Linked DNA regions of Mus musculus: all the other regions are linked to region 2. Evidence: chromatin contacts called from public HiChIP or PLAC-seq data. All regions are on one chromosome and are shown on one strand. Each heading gives the region's core, a stretch centred on a gene start, on an enhancer-like site or on the middle of the called end of the contact. The rest is flanking DNA. Distances are from core to core; before and after follow the strand shown. Region 1 overlaps Fyn (Fyn proto-oncogene). Region 2 has its middle 35 kb from the start of Gm31562. Region 3 overlaps E130307A14Rik (RIKEN cDNA E130307A14 gene).

What was found. HiChIP or PLAC-seq counts read pairs in DNA pulled down with a chosen protein or histone mark.
Region 1: a contact with region 2 is called in an H3K4me3 HiChIP or PLAC-seq map of embryonic basal ganglia, with 4 times the contacts expected there. The contact joins two enhancer-like sites. A contact is called at or near these places in 1 of 484 Hi-C or Micro-C datasets (bone marrow-derived macrophages), 5 of 115 datasets of contacts at active chromatin or transcription factors (T-cell acute lymphoblastic leukemia, acute myeloid leukemia, embryonic basal ganglia and 2 more) and 1 of 9 other capture datasets (embryonic stem cells).
Region 3: a contact with region 2 is called in an H3K4me3 HiChIP or PLAC-seq map of embryonic basal ganglia, with 3 times the contacts expected there. The contact joins two enhancer-like sites. A contact is called at or near these places in 1 of 15 datasets of contacts at CTCF or cohesin (the NIH/3T3 cell line) and 3 of 115 datasets of contacts at active chromatin or transcription factors (T-cell acute lymphoblastic leukemia, embryonic basal ganglia and large pre-B cells).

The regions. Positions count from the first base shown.
Region 1 is chr10:39,550,919-39,554,248 of GRCm38.p6, forward strand. Fyn (Fyn proto-oncogene) reads left to right here. Exons shown (of 14, transcript NM_001122893.1): 13 at 469-600. Among named protein-coding and RNA genes, the nearest start is that of Gm40627, 38 kb to the right of the region's middle. Within about 2 kb of position 1,678, at least 79 of the 459 cell types and tissues checked have an H3K27ac peak or open chromatin away from gene starts, as enhancers often do. A contact at or near this core is called in embryonic basal ganglia, where this site is marked.
Region 2 is chr10:39,208,510-39,211,848 of GRCm38.p6, forward strand. No RefSeq gene overlaps it. Among named protein-coding and RNA genes, the nearest start is that of Gm31562, 35 kb to the right of the region's middle. Within about 2 kb of position 1,367, at least 67 of the 459 cell types and tissues checked have an H3K27ac peak or open chromatin away from gene starts, as enhancers often do. A contact at or near this core is called in embryonic basal ganglia, where this site is marked.
Region 3 is chr10:39,670,601-39,674,213 of GRCm38.p6, forward strand. The region is part of intron 2 of E130307A14Rik (RIKEN cDNA E130307A14 gene); the gene reads right to left. Among named protein-coding and RNA genes, the nearest start is that of Gm16364, 59 kb to the left of the region's middle. Within about 2 kb of position 2,176, at least 83 of the 459 cell types and tissues checked have an H3K27ac peak or open chromatin away from gene starts, as enhancers often do. A contact at or near this core is called in embryonic basal ganglia, where this site is marked.

The DNA of each region.
Region 1 (3,330 bases), core at 428-2,927, 340 kb after region 2:
ATAAGGGCCACACCTACCCCAGCAAGGCCACACCTCCTAATCTTTATAAGTAGTGTCACTGCCTGCTGACTAAGCATTCAAATGCAGGACCCTCTGGGGGCCATTCTTATTCAAATCACACACACACACACACACATGCACAAATCAGGAATCATACTCCAGACCAAGCACATACCATTCAGTGTGATCATGGAATCGTGTTCAGAAAGCTAGCTAGCTCTTCTCTTTACTGACATACAAGAGTTTTGAAGTCCAACTCTTTGAAGAAAGATTTAAAGTTATTTGCTTAAAGTCACTGAGCCAGGCCCAGGGCATAATTCATCGCCACACCCGCTATTCCTTCACCATCTTCTTCCTGTTCTCGTCCCCCAACCTGTCCCCTGCAGATGACTTTCCAATACTTCGTCTTCCCTCTTCACCCCAGTGTAGGATCTCCGGCTCGTGAGTAACCGCGTCTCCATTCTGCAGGTGCGAAGTTTCCCATTAAGTGGACAGCCCCCGAAGCGGCCCTGTATGGAAGGTTCACAATCAAGTCTGACGTATGGTCTTTTGGAATCTTACTCACAGAGCTGGTCACCAAAGGAAGAGTGCCATACCCAGGTAAGGACACAGACCCGAGAAACGGTTTGTCTGTTGGGTTCTATTTTAACTTCATTTTACAGGAGTCTTGCCCAGCTGCCTTTCTAAGCCCTGTGCTCAGCCTTCTGCCAAGGTATTTAGCCAGGGGAATGCAGAACTCAGAATTGCCGTGACCTGTACACCAAATTCAATGTGCTAAGCAGCTGGTATAAATGTTCCAGTTCCCACAGGTCATGGAATTTGTCCTGTCTCAGTAGGTGCATGTGTCATGGCTCCCACAGCAGAAATGTCCCTGGCAGAGCCTGTGCCCAAATGGAGCTTGTAGACACGTCTGGGAAAGGGAAGGAGAAAGGGTCCTGTTGCCTTTTGATCTCGTAGCACTGACCCACAGAGCAAGCCTGGCAGGAAGATGCCCGTCCTGTTCTCTCTGAGGCTCCAGCCCCAGATGGCCCCAGGCGGAGGTGCAGGAAAGGCAGTTTAGGCTGACCAACCCATTCTCTGCCTGTGGCTGAATGGCCAAGATACACAAAATGGAGTGTATTATGAGGGTGCGGGGGCCTCTGGGAGCCTGCAGTTGTTCTGGGCTGTCAGATGCTCCCTCTGTGAAGAAGCTGTGGGTTAAGGTTGCCCATGCTTAAATTCATTAACTTAGCCAGACGGAGACATAAAGGACACGCACCATTTCGCCTCCACACTTTACTGGTTTCAGGGCAGGGACGGTCTGCTTTGTGAAATGTTAAGGACATATTTTTCAGTTACTGCTGAGCAAAGAAAGAGCATAGCTGGCTCACTCCCTTCATTCCCTGCCTCTTAAAAAGGGAGAAAAGAAAAGGCCCACAGTGATGGCACCGATAGTAGAGATTAATGAGGAATGTAGGGCTCTTGCAAATCCTGGGCTTGTAATCATATCTCTGCAGTCAGAGGAGCCAGCGAGAGCCGATTAATTTGTAATCCCTTTGTTCATTTTGTCTGATTGTTTCTGGTCATCATCAGAGAACAGAGAAGTGTTCATAAAGAGCCCCTCTGTCTAGGCTAGTACAGCCTCAAGACCTCTAAGGGAGGAAGATTGGCACTGAGGCAGGATTCACAAGTGCCAGGCTCTGAAGCCCCAGCCCAGCATTGGGAGGTGTGGGTGTGTGCGTCTTCTTTATTGCTGCTGCTGCTGCTGCTGTGGCTGCGGCTGCTGCAGCGGCTGCTGCTTCCGGCATGCACAAGTGGGCAGACACTCTGGGAATAGTCAACTGGCAGAGAAGAAAGGGCTGCCCAGGAGGGGGTGGGGCCCAGCAGGGGTGCTTTTGAATTGCTTCTCAAGGATGAAAATATACCGTCTCCAGGTTTTAAAAGTGAGAAGGCACTTTTTAAAAATTATTATTGTCTATATTTTGAACTAATTTCTTCCTGATCTCCCCAGGTTTATAGACACCCGGTGTGTTAAAAGCAATCACAGGAAAAGGTTAATGTTGTTTTGCATTTCCGTGAAGCTTTCTCTTACAGTAACACAAAGATGCTTTTTGTTCTTGGGTCACACACACACACACACACACACACACACACACAGAGGCCAAGACAAAGAGGTGGGTGTGGGGGCTCAGAAGAGGAAGTATTTGGAGACCGGGGTTTTGTCAGGTTGGGTTTTAGCACAAAGAAAATAACCTAGGTTTACAAGTCTGAGTGGATGCCTTCACTCAGCATCATTTTGTGTGGCCTGGCCTAGCATTTGTTCCCTTGGGAAGTAGCACAAATGAGCCATTCAGCTCTCAGGTGGCACTGATGAGTTCCTGTCCCCGAGCAGGTACTATTCGAGCTGGAGGGAAAACCATGAGCCACTAAATAGTCCTGCCCTCACGGAGCGTTACTGCGGGAGAGTGTTTGTGCCGTGCTTATGGAGGGGAGGTTACTTAGATGGGCAGACTGTGTGTGCTCCCCGACCTGAGTTCTCATTATATATATGGCAGAATCGGGGACACAAGATAGCCCTTCATTGAGAGACCCATGAAGAGAGCAGAGGAGTTAAGTGAGAACTGGGTCCAGCAGAGTATGTGTATTTACTATGCCTTCCATGACTGCAGCTGCCTGCAGGGGCCATGGGCAAGGGAGAAGGCAAGTAAATGAGACCATGGAGAGCAAGAGGCTCGCTCACGATGAACAAGATGTGTCGTCCTGCCTGTCACCCGGAAAAGCTGCAGAGACTGTAGGGAGGGTCTGAGACGATGGATGAGGTGACGTCCTTGATGGCCTTAGAAAGGGGACCGAGCCAGTTGTGAGGGGTCTGTGTGCTGCCGTGAAGAGCCATTGGAGCCTGGCAGGTTGACTTGATGGCCCAGAGAGCTGCCTGCAGCAGAGAGGCCATTCCAGACCTGTTCTCATAGCCACGGACACTGCTTAGTTTTATTTTGTAACTCAGCTACTCAGTTGGGCTTCTGAAAGTGACAGAAACTCTAAGGGAGGAGCTCCTGCAGAGACATTATAGTTACAGGGTTGCTAGCCTAGCAGAGGGTAGCACTTAGCATTGTCCACATGTCACCATGGTTGTCGCTGTGGCCCAGTCGGCCAGCCTGTGCTGAGTGCTCACCTTGCTTCAGCCCTCCTGCACTGGATCTCCCATTCCCTGCTGGTGGGAGTCCAGGAGAAAGTCCAGGTCTCTGTGTATCAGATGCTTCCATTATGCACTTTGACACACTAATTTCTCAGTTTCCTAGAACATATTTTCATGTAATTCTCTTCTCAAGAATGGAAGGTGGTGATAAACTT
Region 2 (3,339 bases), core at 117-2,616:
TCTCTCTCTCTCTCCCTTCTTTCTCTCTCCAACCTTCCTTCACCCTCATCTCCCCAAGAATAAAATTCATCATGAACTAGATATTGAAGAGATGCTGTGCAAAAACCTGATAAAGAAAGATGGGCCAGAGAGAGACAGAGACAGACACAGAGACAGAGAGACAGACACAGAGGAAGAGACAGACACAGAGACAGAGAGACAGGCACAGAGAGGCAGAGACATAGAGACAGAGAGACAGGTACAGAGAGGCAGAGACATAGAGACAGAAGAGGTGGGCATAGGGAATGGAATCACATTCCCAGAGTCATCTCAAATGCAGCCAGGTGTTGGCAGTTACAGGGACAACTTGTCTAATCTCATGAGTGCTGCGCAATGCTCTGAGGACTTATTTGATGTTGAAATGTTTTCTTGAGTAAGAGTCACAAAAGGAACAATTATTGCCTGGCATTGCTTCACGTTTATGAGACTGGTATAGTCATCACATGCACAGGGCAGTGAGCGCATCTCTCTCCCTGTGTTCTCTCCAGGATGACTGCTGCCCTGCCTCGTGTTTAATTAATAGCATTTAGTATTCAAGGAAGGAAAGAGGAAGAAAACTTTAAGGAGATTTTCCTTTTAAAAAAAATTATGTTTTAGGAATTCCTAAGAAAGGTTTCCAACTTAGCCATTCTTTGAAAAAGCATCCAGTTTCAATCAAATCTCCTTAACACATCAGAGAACACTTACGAGCGGCATTCTGGGGCTTATCAAGATGGAGCTAGCTCCAAAAGGCCAGGGACATTAGCTGCTGAGTCAGCCAACAAAATCTCTGAGCCAGGATGGACAAAACCAAGCCCAGGGTCCACAGAGTGAGCCAAAGGGCCCTGGGATATTTGTCTTCCAGCTTCTATCTGCAGTGTTCCCGTTGCTATGGGGACAGAGCCCATTGGAAGGGAGAGCTATTACATCCATCCCTGGCTACATGTGGAAATGCATTGCTTTTGTTGTTATTTTTTTTTTCTTTTTTGTTTTTCAAGCTGCACCTATAATTCCAACCAACAGCTCAGAACACCTATACCCAACTAGGAGCAGGAGAACTCACACTTGGCTCCTTTCTCGAGCACTGTTTTCTCTTTTCAGGAGAATGATAAATCATAATCAGGAACGGGTTGTGAGACACAAACTAATCCGCCACTCCATGTCGTTGGCAGTATAAATTCTAGGAACTCAGCAGGGCAGAACGTTGGCTGTAAAAGAGCTGGAATCCATCTGTGAAACGTGCCCCATGCATCTGGAGCCAGGTCTTTGATAATCTTAGAGCCCACGGGTCCAGTGTTCCACTGTAGGTCATACTGTTACAAGCAGGCTTAGCAGGCTCCCTGCCTCCCCCACCAGCACAAAGCCAGGCTGCTGGCCTCCCAGACTTCCTAATGGACTCTTTTTGACCATCCAGATATATTCTCATTTAAATTCAAGGACACACACCCACAGGCTGATCCAGGAGGGGAGGGAGGCTTACCATGAATTGAATAATACATGTGGTAAAAAACAACACCAGCCCTTATTTGCAAATGAAAGAACACTAGAAATTATTTCTGGTGGAAATATAAAAGATTAAATTCAAGCAGGGAGTGGGAGAGGATGTTTTTCCTTAAAATCCCTCAAGAAGCCACCCCATTGTTTTACTTGTAAAAGACACAATCTGTCTTGAGTTGGGAATTCAGTGGGCAGCAGAACACTGGCCCTAGGGGAGGTTGCTAGGCCTCCTTAGAGGGGAGTTCAAGGGGGTAGGGAGAGAGCTAAAAGGGGGTCCCCATAATGGTAAGTCAGCTTAGCATCCATTTTCCTTCCTTTGCTGGTTTTCAATTTTCTGTCATTTTCTCACCCTCATGCTACAGAGTCAAACCCATTATACTGTGTGAGACACCATCATCTCTGGAGATGGGGGTAGCTTTGGCACATGATCTAAGTCATGAGATGGAGCTGTTAGACTCTGTTCCCCTTTCACCAGTCATAAGATCATGGGAACTAACCTGGAGCTGCCAATGCCTGGGGATTCATAGCTCAGCCCACCTGAAAACCAAAGCCAACTGAGTCAGGGAGTGAGCATCTCTAACTTATGTTATGCCAGGTGCTCTAATGAACACCTGAATCTGTCTATTTCTGAAACTAGACTGCCCTGGATCAGCCCTTATGTTTGTTACTGTACTGTTTACTTTTCTATTGCTGGGATAAAACACCATCATCATGGTAACTTATAGATGAGTTTATTTGAGCTTACCATTCTAGAAGGCTAGACTCCATGATGGCAAAGTGAAGGCATGGTGTTGTTGCAGGATATTTGATCACACTGGGAACCCTGAGATTGTGTTGTCTACTGGAGAAACCTGTTTCTAGTTGTGGTGTGGCTCAGCCTTAGCACACACCTTTAATTCCAAACAATGAAGGTTAAGTTAGTTTGTAGAAGGAAGCACTCATGTTTGAAAGTGATGTCTAATTGAGCAGATGACAAAGTAATGAATCAGAGAAAGATTTGACAGAACAATACATGCCCAACTCTCATGAGAACAGAGAAAAAACAAAACAAAACAGAGGCTACTTAAGATAAAGCAATGCAATGAAAGGAAAGGAGAGAGGCCAGTTTTACCAGGACAGTTGTACAGAGATGGCTGCAGAGAGAGAACAAGCTAGACATAAGTGAAGACAGAATGAGCCAAAGAAGGAGAAGGAGCCAGAAGATTACAACATATCGCCAAAATTAGTATGAGGCAAAGCAGATCAATTCAGGAGAAGCCAAGAGAAGCCAGATTGAATCAGTCAGTCAGGAGAGGAGTTTCAGCCAGAACAGCTGAGTTGAATCAGCTAGCCAGAGATCAGAAAGAACTGGGAAAGGATGAGTTTATTCAGCAGCAAGTCTCAGAGGCTGAAAACATTCTAGGCCTAATCTAGATTAGATTATATGGAGGCAAGAAACTTCCAGGACTAGGCCTAGGTTAGCAGATAAAGGCAATAAACCTCTAAGACGACAATTACATCAGGCAAATAAAAGATAGTTTTACATGGTATCAAGAGTAGGAGGCTGAGGGCTCACATCTTGAGAAACAAGCAGGAAACAGAGAGAAAAAACTAGAAATGGGCAAGTCTTGAAATTCTCAAAGCCCACCTGCCAGTAACACGCTTCTTCCAGTGAGGCCATACCTCCAACAGTGCCATCAGCTGGGGCAAGTATTCAAGCATCCAAGCCTATGGGAGACATTCACATTCAAACCACCACAGTTACTCAGTGATTTAATTTTGTTCAGAATCAGCTCTATCCAAGTTTCTGTCACTTTAATTCAAGCACTCAGCAAGGTGGACTGT
Region 3 (3,613 bases), core at 926-3,425, 460 kb after region 2:
CTGGGCTACATAGAGAGACTGTCTCACTGGGTAGAAAATAAGCAAAGATTTGGGGAAATACTGGTGATACAATGTTTTAAAAAAGAATAAAATAATGTATAAAGTGTGATAACTATTCAGAAATACACAAAGCAGCACACAATCTCACACACTTACTTTGTGTCCAGTATTAGATGTGTGAGGAATGTGTGTTCCTCACCTCACCTACACTTCATATGGCGCTTACATGTAGGTGCTGCTACTTCCTCGCATCGCACTGATGAGGAGTCTGAAGCACAGAGAGGCTGTGATTGGCCCGACAGAACCTGTTCGCTGTCCAGAGAAGACTGCAGAACATACCGAAATGGTAACAGCAGTCCCGGACGACGGCCTACGGAGGATTCTTGGATCCTCCTGTTGAGCTTTCAGTGTTTGCCCAAACATTCGCCATAGGATATTGGCTTATAATTAGGGGGGAAAAAGCTGCTGTTTTAAAAGAAATAATTTCTTGTAAAAGGATATGTAAAATGTGCCCATTGTTCAAAGCTATACTGAATTGTTCAAACTACTAGTGACGCTGTTATCTCTCGGCAGTAATATTATTGTGATATTCACTTAAGCGTTCTTGCTTCTTTGTAATCCACTAAGTTTGTATGATTAAGTCTTTAATTCAGGCAACAGTGACCCTCTGCTTTGTTGTACTCTTATAAGGGAAATATTTAAAAGACTTGGACCTCATACAAAAATCTACACGGCCGACCTTTTAGAAGGTTCTACCCAGCCACCCCGCTGACTAGATTCTGAAGTTACCTTCTTACTCACAGCACTCTGGCCCCTGGATTCCCCTGCCTTCCCTCAAACATGCCAGACTGATGGCTCTCACAGACCTTTACAGGACCTGATCCTCTGCCCAAGGGGAGGACTCTCTTCAGACTCTCTGCAACCTCACAGACACCATCTCCTGTACCCTGATTTTCTTCACAGCAGCCATCAGCATCTGGGGCAGCTCTGCCTGCCAAGAGTGGCTCACTTTCCTGAACATGTGGTATGACTACACTTTCTGGCCCTCTGTAGCTGGCTGTAACCCTATGGCTTCTTTTGGCCCTGAAAATGAGAGACATGCCATGTATCAGTTATAAGCTTTGAGAATCCGTGTATCATTTGATATTCTCCCTAAGACTAGCCTTACCCCCTGGTGGTTCTCTGGATGGCCTGGGTGCCATGTGGAAGTGACCCAGAGGAAAGTCCCTCCTTCTGACCTTCAGTGACCACTCTTTGATGAGGACTAAAACTTTTTTTTGCTTCAACCTCTGAGATACAAGCGTGTTTACTGCCACCAACCAGTGTAATGTACCCTGACTAACATATTTATCTGTTTTCTGTCTCTCCTCTTTAAATTTTTATCTATATAAATATAGGACTCAGCCGGGCGTTGGTGGCGCACGCCTTTAATCCCAGCACTCGGGAGGCAGAGGCAGGCGAATTTCTGAGTTCAAGGCCAGCCTGGTCTACAGAGTGAGTTCCAGAACTGCCAGGGCTACACAGAGAAACCCTGTCTCGAAAAACCAAAAACCAAAACCAAAAAATAAATATAGGACTCTGTTCCCTGCTGCATCCCCAGTGTCTAGAATAGTGGACACAGGTTCTATTCTCAGCATTAGCTGGACAGCTGCATGAACCATGGCTTGATCACACTGTGTGAGACAGGAGATTTAACAATGGCAGGTAAATCTAACCCTGTAAAGATTAATTCTACAGAAATGTCCATTCAAGCTAATGGAAACCCATTTCAAGATCCCAGGGTCTAAAAGGAGAACTCACCTTCAAGTAACAGAATATAAAGTGGCCCAAACTGTAAGGATAAATGGAGATCTAGCACGAAGCTGGGGGTGTGGGGGCAGGTGTCGGTGACAATCTAACTAACAAGGATTAGCAGTGTTTGTGTCAAAGCTGAATGCTGCTGTGGTTCCCTTTCCCGGTGTGGACATTAGCATTCGAAATGAATGGAGCTTCACAGAGCCAGGATTTTCTCTGCCCTTATCATAAACTGGCCTGTGAGCCCCTCCGAGGACTCCCCCTAAAGCTGTGTGGGCTTTTGTGAGCTGCTGCCCTTTCATGGGCTTCCTCCTCATGTGCCTGCATTGGGACAGGGATAATGCATTTCCTGTATCATGTGGCACAGCACAAGGAAACTCTTTGTGTCCCTACAGAGGAAGAGTCCATCTGTAAGTAGTTTTTAAGAGTGTACTGAAGGGTCTTGTTAGGGTGACTTACTCTCCCAGTTAGATTTGGGTGATGGAGTGGACCACGTGACAGACATGCATAATGAGCTGCTTCAGCTGCTGCCAGTGGGAAGCAGGGACTGTGGAGTGAGAGTCTCACAGTCATTGAGAGCAGGACCAGTCAGGAGAGGTGAGCCTCCTTCTGAGTTGCCTTTTCCCACTGCCACAATGTTCCAGTGTTATGAGGCTTCTGCGTTTACTGGTTTCTCACAAAGCAACTGCCTTTCCAGTTAGTTCCTAATTCAAACTGGAAATGCATGATTTCTGTGCAGTTCCCTAAAGAGCAAGCATTAGCAAGATGGGTCGGCAATCATTCACGAAATGCATTTGGAAGGAGTCTTTCCATGTTTTGTCATGAAAACAGGAAATGCATCTTATCCCAGAATGAGAAGGCTGGATCTGGGTTTGCCTTTTCCAAACTATCTCTTTTCCTCCTCCTTGTATTTTCTTTTCTCTATTCCAATGATTCCCTTCCCTCTCCTTATACACTAGTAATTAATCTCCTAATGACTATGACAAGGCACATCACTGGTTGCACACTTTCTGTGGGTGGTACACAACAGTGACTTACAAACTTCAAACCACCGGCTCACAACTCTATTACTGAAGTGGCCCACCTTGAAGTTAACTTTGGATGCGTCTGGTGGTGCTGAGGAAATGGGCGAGGGGGCGGCTAACGCAGCCATTCTGCTCTGACCTGACCTTTGATGTGACAAGTTCATGGATCAATGATACATCTGATAGCAAATCCAAATCCACTACAGCTGCTGAGATGGCTCAGAGAGGACTGTCAGGAAAAGGACTGACTGGGTAGGAGGCAGGAACTGAGTTGGACCTTCAGGCACAGGTATGTTTTAGGTGTTGAAAGCGCAAAATACTCTATTAGAGATCAGAAAAGTGTGACATTTTGACTGACTTCAGCTTTTTTTGTGACACCCATCTTCATAGCCTCAGTTTTTCAACTAACTACACATGTCAGCTACATAAGTCATCTAAGGAAGGTTTTTAAATAGTCATCAAATGTTTGTAATTGGCAATTAATCACAGCAAAGATTACCAAGACTCCACAGCTGTGAGCTTTATGCTGGCTATAAAGATGGGGGAATTATTTGTCCAGTGTACCAATGAGTGTCGCAGATCAGTGCTGCAGAATGGGAGGAAAACAGAAAATAGGCTCTGAGAAAGGACAGCACAGGCTTCCAGTAGCTTTGGAGGCCTCCTTTGGACACTTTAAAGTATGTCACTTTCACATTGGTGGCTTTAGAGACTTTTTCTTTATGGACAGAAAGCTGTCACTCTACAAAAAGTCCCCAGTTCCTCAGCTACTTCCTTCTGACCGGCTCTGGCTGACA